4 separate regions of the Mus musculus genome follow, and regions 1, 2 and 4 are each linked to region 3. Evidence: chromatin contacts called from public Hi-C and promoter capture Hi-C data. All regions are on one chromosome and are shown on one strand. The core of a region is the stretch at or near the end of the contact, and the rest is flanking DNA. Distances in the headings are between cores, read along the strand shown. Region 1 has its middle 5.7 kb from the start of Gm32059. Region 2 holds the start of Zfp541 (zinc finger protein 541). Region 3 holds the start of Arhgap35 (Rho GTPase activating protein 35). Region 4 holds the start of Ehd2 (EH-domain containing 2).

What was found. Promoter capture Hi-C pulls out the DNA fragments that hold promoters and counts their contacts. Hi-C and Micro-C count contacts between places; a contact is called where the count stands out from the background.
Region 1: a contact with region 3 is called in a Hi-C map of uterus, with 1.9 times the contacts expected there. The contact joins the enhancer-like site here to the promoter of Arhgap35 in region 3. A contact is called at or near these places in 7 of 484 Hi-C or Micro-C datasets (CD4 T cells, the N1E-115 cell line, cardiomyocytes and 4 more) and 4 of 115 datasets of contacts at active chromatin or transcription factors (effector CD8 T cells, embryonic stem cells, memory CD8 T cells and 1 more).
Region 2: a contact with region 3 is called in a promoter capture Hi-C map of pre-B cells, with 2.2 times the contacts expected there. The contact joins the promoter of Zfp541 here to the promoter of Arhgap35 in region 3. A contact is called at or near these places in 2 of 39 promoter capture datasets (cranial neural crest and pre-B cells), 4 of 484 Hi-C or Micro-C datasets (the N1E-115 cell line, cardiomyocytes, embryonic stem cells and 1 more) and 2 of 115 datasets of contacts at active chromatin or transcription factors (effector CD8 T cells and embryonic stem cells).
Region 4: a contact with region 3 is called in a promoter capture Hi-C map of pre-B cells, with 2.8 times the contacts expected there. The contact joins the promoter of Ehd2 here to the promoter of Arhgap35 in region 3. A contact is called at or near these places in 3 of 39 promoter capture datasets (hippocampal neurons, liver and pre-B cells), 1 of 484 Hi-C or Micro-C datasets (embryonic stem cells), 1 of 115 datasets of contacts at active chromatin or transcription factors (pancreatic cancer cells) and 1 of 9 other capture datasets (adipose tissue).

The regions. Positions count from the first base shown.
Region 1 is chr7:16,050,198-16,053,560 of GRCm38.p6, reverse strand. No RefSeq gene overlaps it. Among named protein-coding and RNA genes, the nearest start is that of Gm32059, 5.7 kb to the right of the region's middle. Within about 2 kb of position 1,495, at least 341 of the 459 cell types and tissues checked have an H3K27ac peak or open chromatin away from gene starts, as enhancers often do. A contact at or near this core is called in the N1E-115 cell line, effector CD8 T cells, embryonic stem cells and 5 more, where this site is marked.
Region 2 is chr7:16,070,025-16,073,333 of GRCm38.p6, reverse strand. It overlaps Zfp541 (zinc finger protein 541), which reads right to left and starts at 1,489. Exons shown (of 16, transcript NM_001099277.2): 1 at 1,086-1,489. The coding sequence starts at 1,392.
Region 3 is chr7:16,613,077-16,616,243 of GRCm38.p6, reverse strand. Arhgap35 (Rho GTPase activating protein 35) reads left to right here and starts at 1,251. Exons shown (of 7, transcript NM_172739.4): 1 at 1,251-1,772. Gm29443 (predicted gene 29443) reads right to left here and starts at 2,420. Exons shown (of 3, transcript NR_136928.1): 1 at 2,292-2,420.
Region 4 is chr7:15,965,717-15,969,124 of GRCm38.p6, reverse strand. Ehd2 (EH-domain containing 2) reads left to right here and starts at 1,590. Exons shown (of 6, transcript NM_153068.3): 1 at 1,590-1,705.

The DNA.
Region 1 (3,363 bases), core at 246-2,745, 560 kb after region 3:
ACCAAACCAAGCTAAAACAAACAAAAACAGTTACAAAATGAGCTAGGATCCACCCAACTCCTGTCCATTCATTTCCATTTTGTAAGTTATTCTGTGCAATTCATCAGCAAATGATTCGTGTCCATTTTCATCCATACTTTTGGCATTTACAGAACTCCCCTTCTCCCTGAGTGGTTGCAAAAGCTGTTGTGTCACTTTGCGGTTTCCTTGTTTATTGCAGTGACTTCCTGTCCCACTGTGGGCCAGGATCATAGCTGATTTCAGAGTTTTTCATTGTTGGCCAGCTAGGTTGCATCTGCTTTTTAAAACATAGTCATGGTTTTTGTTTTATTTTGTTTTAGGAATGTTTACAAAAACGTGCGCCTCAGTTTCTTGACTGGCCTTTATTAAGGAAGCTGACAGAAACCCCAAAAGGATTCTTCAGATCCAAAATCCCCTCATTAGCGTTTCGGTACTCTAAGAGCTGTCAGCCGCCGGCCCCGCCCTCCGAGGCCACGCCTCCGAAGCCCACCCGCTCGGGCCGATTCAAATGCAGCCAATAGAAGCGTGTAAACAAACATAAGCCACACCCACTACACGAATAATTTCGAGCACCAGGGCGCGAAGCCTATTTTATCTTGTGTGTGGGGGGTAGAGGTGGGGCGGAGCTGTGGCCACGCCCCCACATGCGGCCAATCAAAGGCCAGACTCCGCCCCTCGCACTTGCGGTGCTGAGGACCCCAGGCCGGGCTGGGCTAATCGCTGCCTGATTTTGCTGCCGGATTACAGCGCTCCGGTCTTGGCTGTCCTCAGAAGGGGTACCTTATGGCCACAGTGGAAGGGTATAGCTAGAGGACAGAGACTACGAAGGAATCCCCTTCTCTTCCTCCTCCTGGCCACCAAGACCCGGGCCCTTGGAAGTCTCGTAAAAACTTTCTCTTCTCACCCTTATTTAAAGCAACCTGGAAAGGCAGGAGTGTTTCAGGACGGGAGTCAGGCTTTGGTTGTTGAAGTGTTATATGCAAAAGAAAAAATGCACCAATCGTGTGCCATCAGTTTCTCGGATAATGAAACAATTGGGGCGCAAAGTTTGAAGCTTCCATTGCCTGACAGGAGCCGCGGGGAAGTGTTTCTACTTTCAGTGGAGGAAGCCATTTATTTAAAATCCGGAGGTGGGGAGGTGGAAGAGGGGCTGACGAGGTGGCTCAGTGAATAATGGCGCTTGCCACCAAAACTTGATCTGAAATTTATCTCCAGAAACCACGTGTTGGAAGGAGAGAAACATACACACACTGAAAAATAGAACTGGAGATGTGGTGCAGTTGGTACTTAATCTACTATCTAAGAAGCCCTGGTTTTCACAGCACCATCCAGGCGTGGTGGTTAAAGCTGTAATCCCGGAAGGTGGAGGCTGGGGGGTCAGGAGAGTTCCAGGTCCGCCCTAGGCTACAGAGCAAGACTGAAGCCCACCTAGGCTATTAAGCGGATGCTATTGACACCGTCTGTAGACAGATGGCGCTGACGAGGTTCTCCAGGGTAGGAGCTGGGCTGTAGTGAGCTGAGTTTCTGAAAGGCTCAGGGCTCTGATAAGAGCTAAGGCATATGCAGAAATGTGCGGAAAAAGGCTGGAGGAGGGTTCAGAGGACAAGATGATGTCAGGCCCTTCGGGCAAGGCAGTTCTCCAATATCTGGCCTTGTCCACAGCAAGAACACGGGGCTTCTACCTTTTCTTTTCCACTATACTATCATAATTAAAACTGTCAGCCTAGCCTGGTGGTGCAGGTCTGTCATCACTGCAGCTAAGGAAGCTGAGGCAGGAGGATAGCAAGTTCAAGCCCTGAACTTTAGCAACTTAGACCCTGTCAATATAAGAAGTGAAAAAGAAGGCTAGGGATGGTGACTTGCTGTGTGAGACCCTGGGTTTAACCTGCAAAAGAGGTTTGAAAGAAAGAAAGAAAGAAAGAAAGAAAGAAAGAAAGAAAGAAGCAGCAGCCATCTGAGCTCTTTTTTTATTTTTTATTTTTTGGTTTTTCGAGACAGGGTTTCTCTGTGTGGCCCTGGCTGTCCTGGAACTCACTTTGTAGACCAGGCTGGCCTCAAACTCACAAATCCGCCTGCCTCTGCCTACCGAGTGCTGGGATTAAAGGCGTGCGCCACCACTGCCCGGCACCATCTGAGCTCTTTAAAAAATATTATTTCTTCATCAAGTAAGGGTCTCATTATGCAGGCAGGCCTTGAACTCAAAAAGACCCACCTTCATCTGCCTCCCAAGTGCTAGAACTAAAGATGTGCTGGGTCATGTGTAGCCCAAGTGAGCCTTAGATTTGATATGTGATTGACTATTGTTGTTTTTGGAAATTGATTTTTATTTCGAACTATGGTATTCTTGTTTGAATATATACACGTTGAATTCCAGTGCCTAAGGAGGCTAAAAGAGGGTATCCATGCACTCTTCTGGGATTGGAATTAAAGGCTGTTGTAAGCTGACATGGATGCCGGGAACAGTCCCTGGGTCTTCTTGTAAGAGTAATTCAAAGTCTTAACCGCAGAGCTATGTCTCCAAGCGCTGATCCTAAACTTTTGATGCTCCTGAATACATTCAGAGTGTTGGGGTATAGGTGTGCAGCCCACTATGCCTAGTGTATGTGGACCTAGGATAAACTCTAGCAACTGAACTGTGTCACCAGCCCCACAGTGCTTTTTGAATACCTTGGGCTCTTGTCACTAGCTTGGAAGCCTGGATGGGCTTTCAGGGATGCTCAGGGAAAATAGCCATTTGATCTCCCAGGTCTGTGCCAGCTCTTGCTCAGCTTGGGGGCTGGCTTGTCTTGGCTCCTCCACACCCAGCCAAGGACTTCCAAGTAGCGTGTGTTTACAGCCCTCGCCTAAGCTAAGAGGTCTGGGGTATTCGTCATAGATAGTATCTTTCCAGCAAACCTTTGTTTTTGAGGCAAGGTCTTGTGTAGCCCAGGCTTTGAACTTGCTGGACATCAGAAGATGACTTTGAACCCTCAGCTAACCTTTCTTGTATACTAAGTGCTGAGTACCATCATAGGGGTAGAAGATATACCACAGTGCAGAAAGACCCAGAACCTAGACAGACATGGTAGCACAGCACTTGGAGGAGCTGGGGCAAGGAAATAGCCAGCTCAAAGTCAGCCTGGGCTATGTAGCAAGACCTCTTTCTCCAAACACTAAATTAAATGAAATCTGGTGCTTGTAGAGCATGATCTACATGTAGAGAAACTGAGGCTGTAACTTGCTTGCTCCTTGCCTCACCTAATAAACTAAGGTGGATGCGAGGCAGGAAGAACAAGGGAATGCATGCCTCTCACTGAATTCCTGATGCAGCTAGTTAGAACACGTTTCCCATGTGAATGTATA
Region 2 (3,309 bases), core at 240-2,739, 540 kb after region 3:
CAATTACTGAGTTTCAGGCATTTAGATGTGGACTTCCCTTCAAACAGTGGGATTATAAACTCCCTGGACCTCTACCCAAGTCAACCCATTGAAGCAACTTTCCAGGAACCAATAAAGAGGATCAGAACCAAACCAAAATTAAACAAGAGAACTCCCTTCCACAGGAGACCAACAGCAAACTAAAATGACACTCACACAAGCTGCTCAATTATTTCACTAATTCTCTCCTTTTCTTCGATGGTTGAAGAGAAAACCTTGGAACTGAATCAAGGCCCTATTTAAGATGAAGTATTACTGACAATATTGGTTGTAAAAAACAACTAGCTGGGCATGGCACAATCTATAGTCCTGGTTCCTGGACAGACTGAGGCAAGAGGTCTGATGGAGCCTCAGTGTTCTGAAAAGATGGCAAGACCTCCCTCTTTTAAAAAGACAAAGCAGGATTTAATCAAGCACCTGTCTGGTACATTATGGTCTATGGGAGGCTTTTGCAGTCTTCTCCTTTTCATGTCTCACCATTGTTCTAGAGCAGTGGGCATGTGAGGATTGGGGTCCCCTTATTTTACATGACATGAGGTCTGGAAAAGCTGGACTAGTACAAGACAGAATGGACAGGATCCCCACTTACTCTGGACAAATGCTCTTGAGATACAGCAGTAATATAAACGTCCCCTACAAGCCTGATGGTCTGCCTCCACACAGATCAAAGATGGGGATGCCAGTCTGTGGGATGGCTCGGTGGTAAAAGCACAAGCTACGGAAGCCTGAGGACCTGTATTTAACACCCAGAACCCACAAGCTGACAATTCCAAAGTAGGATAAAAGCCTCCTCTACAAGAAGAGATTTTTGTTTTGTTTTTCCTTTCCTTCCTTCCCTTTATTAGCATGTTGAAGTCAGGGTCTTACTATGTAGCTCTGGCTGGCCTCTATTTGCAGTGTTCCTCCTGTGTTTGTATTCTACATGCTGGAGTTATGAGCAGGCATCATCATGCCCAGCTAAGGAGACCTTTCCTAGCCAATGCCAGCGGATTCAGTCCCTGGCTACCTGCAGGAACTGTAGGTGCTCAGTCCATGAGCAGCCTCACCTTGTAAGGAGGTCTGTGACTCAGAGTCTGCATATTCTTCCAGCAGCTTCACAGAGTCACTGTCCTTCCCCGAGTATAGGGACAGGGTGTCCAGATTGTCCTCTAGCACTTCACTGGGCATATCAGATGTGGAGAGACTGGGGTCAAGGTCCAAACCGCTTAAGCCAGCGTAGAGCAGGTCCCGTGTGCTGGGGCCCAGGTCCCGGTTGAGTGTGTCACTGCAGTTGAGCACTTGACTTTCAGAGAAGGATGGGAGGTGCCCTTCTGATGGAAGTGCTCCCTCTTCCCCAAGACTGTATGGCTCCATGGCTTTCCACTGCCAGGTCCTGGCTAGAGCCCGTCTCCAGACAAGCAAAGCCGTGTCCAGAGTCAGGAAGGGAAGAGCCCTCGCTGGCAGCTAGCTCCTGAAAATGAACAAGGACGTATTAGAATCAAGAGGTGGTAGGTGTAGTAGGCAGAATGTAGACTTGAAAATGGAGCCACTGAGATGGGTCTGTTCTTAGCCATTTAACCTTGCTGCACGACCTTGGGCAAGATCCATGAACTCCATTTCCTCATCTGTCAACTAGACAAAAGAATAACACATGGTGGACTGCAGAGTCCTCTGCCTCCAGTTATAAATATTAGAAAGATCAAATAGACTTTAATGTGTGTCTAGGCAGAAAAGACAAGCAAGGAAAATCCCAAGGCCAGCAACAAGGAAACTCAAAGTTAGAGTCTGTGCAGGCACAAGTCAGTCCACTGGGACATCCAGGCCCAAGTTTAAGCCTGGGGATGCTTGTCCACTTGTTCCATGTGGCCAGGAGACACATGAAATACCACTGCACAAAGGGAGGCTTACTGTGTGTGTAAAAGAGCCTGGACTGGGAAAGTCTCATACAAAAAAAAAAAAAAAAAAGTAAATACAATGAGTTTTAATATAGAGTAAATGTTGAAGTTAGGTTGGGGGTGTAGCTCAGTTAGTAAAATGCCTATCCTAGCACACTCAAACTTCTAGGCTCCACTCAGCATCACATAAACCAGGCATGCCTGTAGTCCCAACATTTGGGATATGGAGGCAAGATATCCTTGGGTAAATAGATAGTTTGAGGCCAGCCTGTGTTTCATGAGATGCTGTCTCAATAGTCCTATCACCCTGATCCCCAAAAAGGAATAAAAGAGGAAGTTTTACTAACCACATTCTAAAAATAAAAAAGATTACAAGGAAGTACTATGAAGAACTGTGTTTAGACAGTGCACTCACACAGAAGATAGGCTACAATACACACCCAATGTGTTAAGTCATTGAACTCAGATACAAAAAAATCAATGAGCAAATTTCTAGAAATAGACAGATTATCAAAATTCACTCAGAAGAATATATGAATGATCTTAAAACAAATTAAAAGATAAGGGGATATGCAGTGGTGCCCACCTATACTTCTAGCATGCCAGAAGTTGAGCGAGACAAGTCCTTGAATCCAGGAGTTCAAGACTGGCCTAGGAAAAACAAGCAGGAGAAGAAAAGAAAAGAGAAGAGGGAGGAAGGAAGATAGGGATGAAGAGAGGAGAAAGATGGGGAGGGGAAGCAAAGGTAAGAGGAGAGAGAAATGAAAAGGGAAGGAAGGGAAAGAAAATACTAAATTCATATTGAATTCAAATAATTCTCACCTATCTTACCACAGAAACACAAAACAAAACAACAAAACTTTATTATGTGGTGATGAAACATGCCTTTAATTGCAGCACTTGGGAGGCAGAAGCAGATGGATCTATGTGTGTTGAGGCCAGCCTGGTCTAAAAAGTAAGTTTTAGGACAGCCAGGACTACACAGTGAAACCCTGTCTTGAAAAACCAACAAAACAAAAATCTTTATTAAAACTCTTAGTAATGGTGAAAGGTTCAGGGGCCCAGCAGGCCTCTACAGGAAAATATGACCTGCTGGATGGAGCAGAGCTCTAACTTACCCTAGCCCATCCCACTCCCTGGCTCAGCAGTGGTCATGAAGAGTTAGCTATGTGTCTGGTATGGGTTCCTGATGCTGAAAGAACAGAGTAGAATTTGTTCTTAAAGAACCACAGCCTCCCATCTGACCTATCCTGGTTCCCTGAAAGCCCATGGCAAAGGTCTTGACCTTATTTTATCTAATTTGGGAATTCCTCAGGATGGAGATGAGCTGCAAGAGGACAGCTGCTGCAGTCTGGGGCAGGAACTGATAACCTTAAGCCAAAACAGAAAGCTGGGG
Region 3 (3,167 bases), core at 2-2,501:
CCTCATTTAGAGACACAGTAGTTCCCTCTTAACTCCCCTGTTGCTTTCTGATGTTTCAGTTACCGGTGGCTAGGAGGGTCACATCCACATTTCTCTTATTACAGCGTAATATATATTCATCGTTTTTCTATTGTTGTGGGTAATCCTCTGCTAAGAGTAATCCATCAGCTATTATAGATATTAATGTATAAGGGAGATCGCCCATATTTTACTGGGTTCTAGTAGTTCGAGGATTCCCACCATGAATCGTGGCCATAGGGCCTATTATACCTCATTCGATTCTCCAAGCGACCCTTTGGAGTTCAGTATTGTTATCCCACTTTACAGATGAAAAGCCTGGAAAGAAGTGCAAGGCTGGATCGGAAACACGTGCTTCCTTCAGGCATTCCACACTCTGTGAGGCGCCGGGAAAGCCTGTCTTTCACAATCCATCCTTCCGGAGGGCTCCCAGAGGAATACAGAGTTAGAGGGGAGCCCTCTTACATCACCATTCCCCCTGCAAGCACCCAAAGTGACATGTGGTTTGCTGTCATTTGCCCGATGCTGACTTGGGAGACTAGGGCTGCAATGCAGGGCCTGTCCTTCCTCTGCCCGAGACCAAGCACTGGGAGAAATCACCAGTAACTTGTATCAACGCGCCTGGCCCACAGGTTTTTCTTCAGCGCCCGGGAAAGAGCACGTGCCCCCTGTCCCCGCCCACTCTTTTGGGCTGGCCAACGGCGAGCCTGGGTTGGGCTGTGAAGGACCACGCCCCCTTCCCTCGCCCAATTGGTTCACTCGCTGGGTACGCTCCCTCCTTCACAGCCCCGCCTCGCCACCCCACGTTACGTCTGTCCCCCCAACCCCCTCCGTTATCCCGAAGCTGCGGCTCCAGGAGGCGAACCCACCTCCCTCTGCCTTCCATTGGTTAGTGAGGTCCCGCGCGAGCGGGATGGAGCCCTAAGTCCCCGCCCTCACGAGCCGGGCCAAGCCTCTCAGAGATGGCTTTCTCTTGGAGCCGGCGCGGTGTGGGGAGGGGCGGCGGGTACTGCAGCCTGGAACGCGCGACGCCGTGCGCGCCCCCCTTGCGGGCTCCTCCCTCCCTTCGGTGGCTTCGCAGGCTGCAGCCGTCTCTGCGCACGCGCACTCAGCCCACCCCGCGCCCTCCTGTGCCAGTTCGCGGGTGTCCGTCCTCGCGCTGTGTAAATCTGGCGCCGCAGCCGCTGAGGTAGCGGCGTTTTCCTCAGGCGCGCACGCGCACTCGCGCCCTCGGTGTCCGCGCGTGCCTGTCCTCCCGGCCTACGGTCCTCGCGGTGCGCTCGGCCCACAGGGCCGTTATCCACTTCCCAACCCCAGCCCCAGCATCTCTCGCCCCTCAGAAACGCACGCGCACTTGCGAGAGGGTCTCCAGTACGCGCACGGCCGCGGCGGCCGCAGGAAGGAGGCGACAACGCCGCTGCCGCCGCCGCCGCCGCCGCCGCCATTGCGCGGGAGGGAGGGAACGAGCGAGCGAGCGAGGCTGGTCCGCCCTCCCCCTGGTTCCCGCCCCTCCCCCCTTCCCCTCCCCGCCCCCCGCCCCGAGGGAGAGCCGCGGCGCGGCGGGAGGAGGAGGTGGAGGAGGCGGAGGAGGGAGCCCGCGAGGGAGGGTCCGCCCGGCCCCCCGCCGCCGGAGCCGCCACCGCCGCCTCAGCCGCCTCAGGAACGAGTCGCTAGGGGAACATGGCGCCGGGCCCGCCGTCGCTGCGGCTGGGATCGCGGAGGCCGGGGCCGCGCTGAGTGCGCCCCCGAGACTGGTAAGTGTCTCGTAGCTGGCGGAGGGGAATGTGGGGACGGGCGAGGCGCCGGGCGCCGCCCCGCTGCGGGATCCAAGGGTGGGGGGAAAGGCGGGGACCGCGGGGCCCGGAGCCCGCGAACAATGGAGGAGCCGGAGGGGGAGGGGTGGGAGCGCCCCCCCCAGCGCCCCGCGGTCCCCGCGTCCCGGCCGCTGCATGCCCGGGCCCGGCCCGCGCGGCCCGCCTTGCCCTTCCTATTCGCTAGTGTCCCCGCAGCCCTGCAATCCCGGCGTCTGCCTCCACACACGCCCCACCAAACCCGGTGAAGGATCTCGGTGTCTCTCAGCCTCCACTCGAGATACCCGACTCCCAATTCTGAGCCGTCTTCTTTCCCACTTCCTCCCCCACCCCGACCCCCAGTCATACCTACTTCGCCACCTCCTGGAGTCGGCTGTGCTCCTGGGACAGTCTACCTCCTCATTGACCCCTCAGTATCCCCTCTGACGCTCACTTTGAATATCCGTGGCCCTTCTACCTTACCTGTTTTCTGCTAGCATCACTTTTGGGAGGAAATCCCCATTCTCCTTCTTTGGCCTATTTACTGTTATTATCCCTGCGGTAGAACATCTTGCATCCCCAGGAGCTGTCCCTTTAGGACCTGCGGTTCCACCTCCGTGGAGATCCGTATTGGTCTGTTGATACAGGCACTGCTCTACTGCCCTCCCGGTCTTGGCTTTGGACATAATTCCTCCTTGTATTTGGGCCCAACTGCCCCATATTTTGCCGGGTCGCAACACTGAACCTTCTGCACCTCCTAGGATGTCCCTAAGCTCCTTCTCCTACGGTTCTCAGATTCTGATGCGCCTTGCTCGCTTCCTTCCCTTCTCAGTGCTTGCTCCCATTTTGCCATTCAGACCCTGTCCTCTTTTCCAGACCCTTCTGCCTGCCAACTCTGCCCCTGTGCAGGCGCTCTGATCTTGCATGCACTCCCCTGTGGTGCCTGGCTTTTTGCCCTCTTCTTTTTACCCCCTTTTCTGTCCCTTAGGGTGTCTCATTTTTGCCATTTCCTTTAGCAGACCTCTGCCCTAACCCTGACTACTCAGTTGTACTCTCTCTGCACCTCTATTCTCGTTGAGTTTCCTCTCTTTCCCACCTTTATTTCAATGCCCCTCTGCTCTGCTTCATTCATTTGCTCTCTCTCCCCACAAACCCATCACCAGTAAGTTCATCTACACCTAGGACTTGCTGCCTATGTCTTCCTTGCTCCTGGTGTTTCTCTGCACTTTAGATGACTCTGACCCTGATCCTTCACACGCTGCCCATTCTGCCCTTTTCTTCTACCGGCTTTTCCCCTTCATTCTCTTTATTTGGTGCTCTTTCCTCTCTTTTGGAGCTGTCCATTTGTCTACATAGTTT
Region 4 (3,408 bases), core at 341-2,840, 650 kb after region 3:
GGCGACATTTTCAGAAAAGCAACCGTTTGCTTGCTTTGTATGGTGGCATACACCTATGTGTGTGGGGGGCTGAGGCAGGAGAATCGTGAGGGTAATTTGGGCTACTTAGTGTCCAGACTCTATTTTAGAATGCCAAAATAAAGTAAGGCATGTGTCATAGTTAGGGTGTCTATTGCTATGAAGAGACACCATGACCACGACAACTCTTATAAAGGAAAGCGTTTAATTGGGGCTGGCTTACAGTTTCAGAGGTTCAATCTGTTATCATCATGACAGGAAACGTGGAGGTATGTAGGCAGACATGGTGCTGAAGAGGTAAGTTGTACATCTAGGTTGGCAGGCAGCAGGGAGAGAGAGACTGGGCCTGGCTTGATTATTTGACACTTCGATGTCCCCCCTCTACCCCCTACACACGTCCTCCAAAAAGACTATACCTACTCCAACAAAAACACAGCTCCTAATAATGCCAGTCCCTATGAGCCTACGGAGGCCATTTTTATTCAAACTACCACCCCGTGTGCTGTGTCTATGAACTGATGCTGAGAGTGTATGCCTGCACCACCGTGCTGGGCATATTCTGTGCTGGCGATAGAACTCAGGGCTTCATGTATCCTAGATGGGCACTGTACCAACTAAGCCACATCCCTAGCCCCATGGCCTTGAGGTTTCTCCCCCTTGTGTTTTTGTTGGTGGCGGTGGTGTTGGTGGTGGTTGGTTGGTTGTTTTTATAGTAGATACACAGCGTCTCTACTACGTAGCTTTGGCTGGTCTGGAATTTGCTATGAAGATCAGGCTGGCTTTAAACTCATAGAGATTCACCTGCCTCTGCCTCCCAAATGCTGGGATGAAAGGCTTGTGCCACCACATTGGGCCTGTGCACTTACATTTTAATAATTTACTTTTATTTATATGTGTTGGTGTTTTGCCTGCTTTGCACATGTGTGTGTGAGGGTGTCAGATCTTGAAGTTACAGACAGTTGTGAGCTGTTGTAATATGTGTTGTAATGTGAGTTGTAATGTGGGTGCTGGGAATTGAATCCAAGTCCTCTGGAAGAGCAGTCAGTATTCTTTTTTTGGGGGGGGGGTGGAGGTTTTTTTGTTTTAGCTTTTGTTTTTCGAGACAGGGTTTCTCTGTATAGCTCTGCTCTGTATAGCTCTGCTGTCCTGGAACTCACTTTGTAGACCAGGCTGACCTCAGAACTCAGAAATCCGCCTGCCTCTGCCTCCCAAGTGCTAGGATTAAAGGTGTGTGCCACCACGCCCGGCTCAGTCAGTATTCTTAAATGCTGACCATCTAACTCTTCCGTCTTGTACTTAAGATTTTAAAATTACTGTTGTTACAGTTATTTTTGAGACAGGATCCCCGCCCCCCCCCCCACGCGGTCCAGCTGGCTTCAAACTTGCATGCACCACTATGATCAGACAAATTATTGGTAGGCCTGCTGCAGCCTCTGTCAACTTATTTGCTAAGAGAGGGAGCCAAAAGCTGGAGGATGGGGCTCACACTGAACTAAGGAGTGCACGCTCGAACCTGTGCGCGTTTTCACAGTGCCCGCCAGGGGGCGCCCGAGGCTGGCGCGGGCTAGGACAGGGGGCCTGGGGCCCGCCCTGCTCGCCGCTCCTAGCGCACGCGGCCCCACCCGTCTCACTCCACTGCGGACAGGACAGAGCTCGGGCTGCTTGCTCTGCGCTCCCCAGATCCCTGGTGAGTGCTCCCCAAATCCCACCTCTCACCCTCGCTCCCCTCTGTAACAGTCTGTGCACTCTCCGTCCCAGTCGCTCCCAATTCCCACACTCCAGGACTACCCCCACCCCTCCTCAAATCTTCCCTCAACCTCCTCAGATCTCCCCAGCCTCTCTTTAGTACTCCGTATAGCCCCCTCCCCCTCCCCCTCCCCCAGTTCTCCCAGTCCCTACCCAGCCTTCATCTTTGAAGACTCCCCCTTTGAAGTGGCCTTCTACCCTCCACACCCATCTCTGCTCCCCTTGGTCCGTCTTGCCACCCAAGAGCCTTCTCTTGCCTCTCGAAGTGCATAGACTCTTCAGCCACCCCTTTTTGAGATGCCCCTCAGCTGCCTCCCTGCCTGGGACATTTCCAGGGTTCCCTCTCTTCATCTATGTCACAGGTTCTTCCGTCCGTTATTTCTCCCACCCCTCCAATCCATTTTCTTTCCACTCTTCCCTTTTCCTTTAAGTCACAATGATTTTATATTTTGATTTGCAACGTTTGGGGTTTTGTTTGTTTGTTTTGATATTTAAATTGTCCCATCTTTGAGTCAGATATGGTGGCACACTCCTTGAACCCCAAGATGTAGAAAGCAGAGGCAGGCAGATCTCAGTCTAAGGCTAACCTGGGCTACATAGGTCCAGGTCAGTCAGAGCTACATAGTGAGAATGTAGGGGGCGGGGATGTCGGAGAGGAAGCTGGTGGTGGAGAGTTCACTGAGAGTCAGAACTGGCTGCTCTTCCAGAGGTAGAGGTAGAGGATGGTCCCGAACTTCTAATCTTGTGTCTGCCTGCCTAGTGCTGAGATTACAGATATGCACTCTGCCCTACATGGTAGCTCAAAACCATCTGTTACTTCAGTCCAGGGGAATCCAAAATTCTTTTCTGGCCCCCAAGGGGCCATGAACATGGAACACAGGCATACATAAAGACACATAAAATATTTTTAATAAAAGAAAAAAAAAAGGAAAAATTGTCTCATCTTTGGCTAAGGAGAGCCATTTCAGGCTGAGTGCTGGGTGGCCTTTGAGCTGACTCAGACTGGCTTGTTCCTTCCTAACCTCCAAGCCCCAGGCCCAGCCCCAGCCCCAGCCCCAGCCCCAGCCACAGCCACAGCCACAGCCACAGCCACAGCCCCAGCCACAGCCACAGCCACAGCCACAGCCACAGCCACAGCCACAGCCACAGCCACAGCCACAGCCACAGCCACAGCTCTGGGACAGCTGCTCTTCTAAGGAGCCCTCCATTCTTTCTGTGAGGAATGACAGTTAGAGACTCCAATCTGACCAAAAGCTGGCTCTTCAAAGTCACTAAAATAAGCGTCTACCTATGGAGCAAGGGGAGAGACTATTACTGACAGCCAGGAGATGCATCAACCCAGACACCACAGGCTCGTGAAGGCATTGAGGCACTACAGAGAGCACGGTCTGGCTTTAGGGGTGCTCACTACTGCAAGGTTGGTGACAACTTTCCCCCTAAGCTTTGAGGCCTAACATGGGAGCCCAGCTGGAGTGCTTTCCAGCTCGATGAACCCGTGCAAGCTACTGATGCCTTCCTGAGGCTCAGTTTCCTCCGTGAAACAGTGTGGGTAAGGTTGAGGAATAGCTGGGTTTGTAGAGTGCTTGCCTAGCCTGCTTGAAGCCTGAGGTTCTAGCCCCCAACTCAGGATAAAAGTCAGCATGC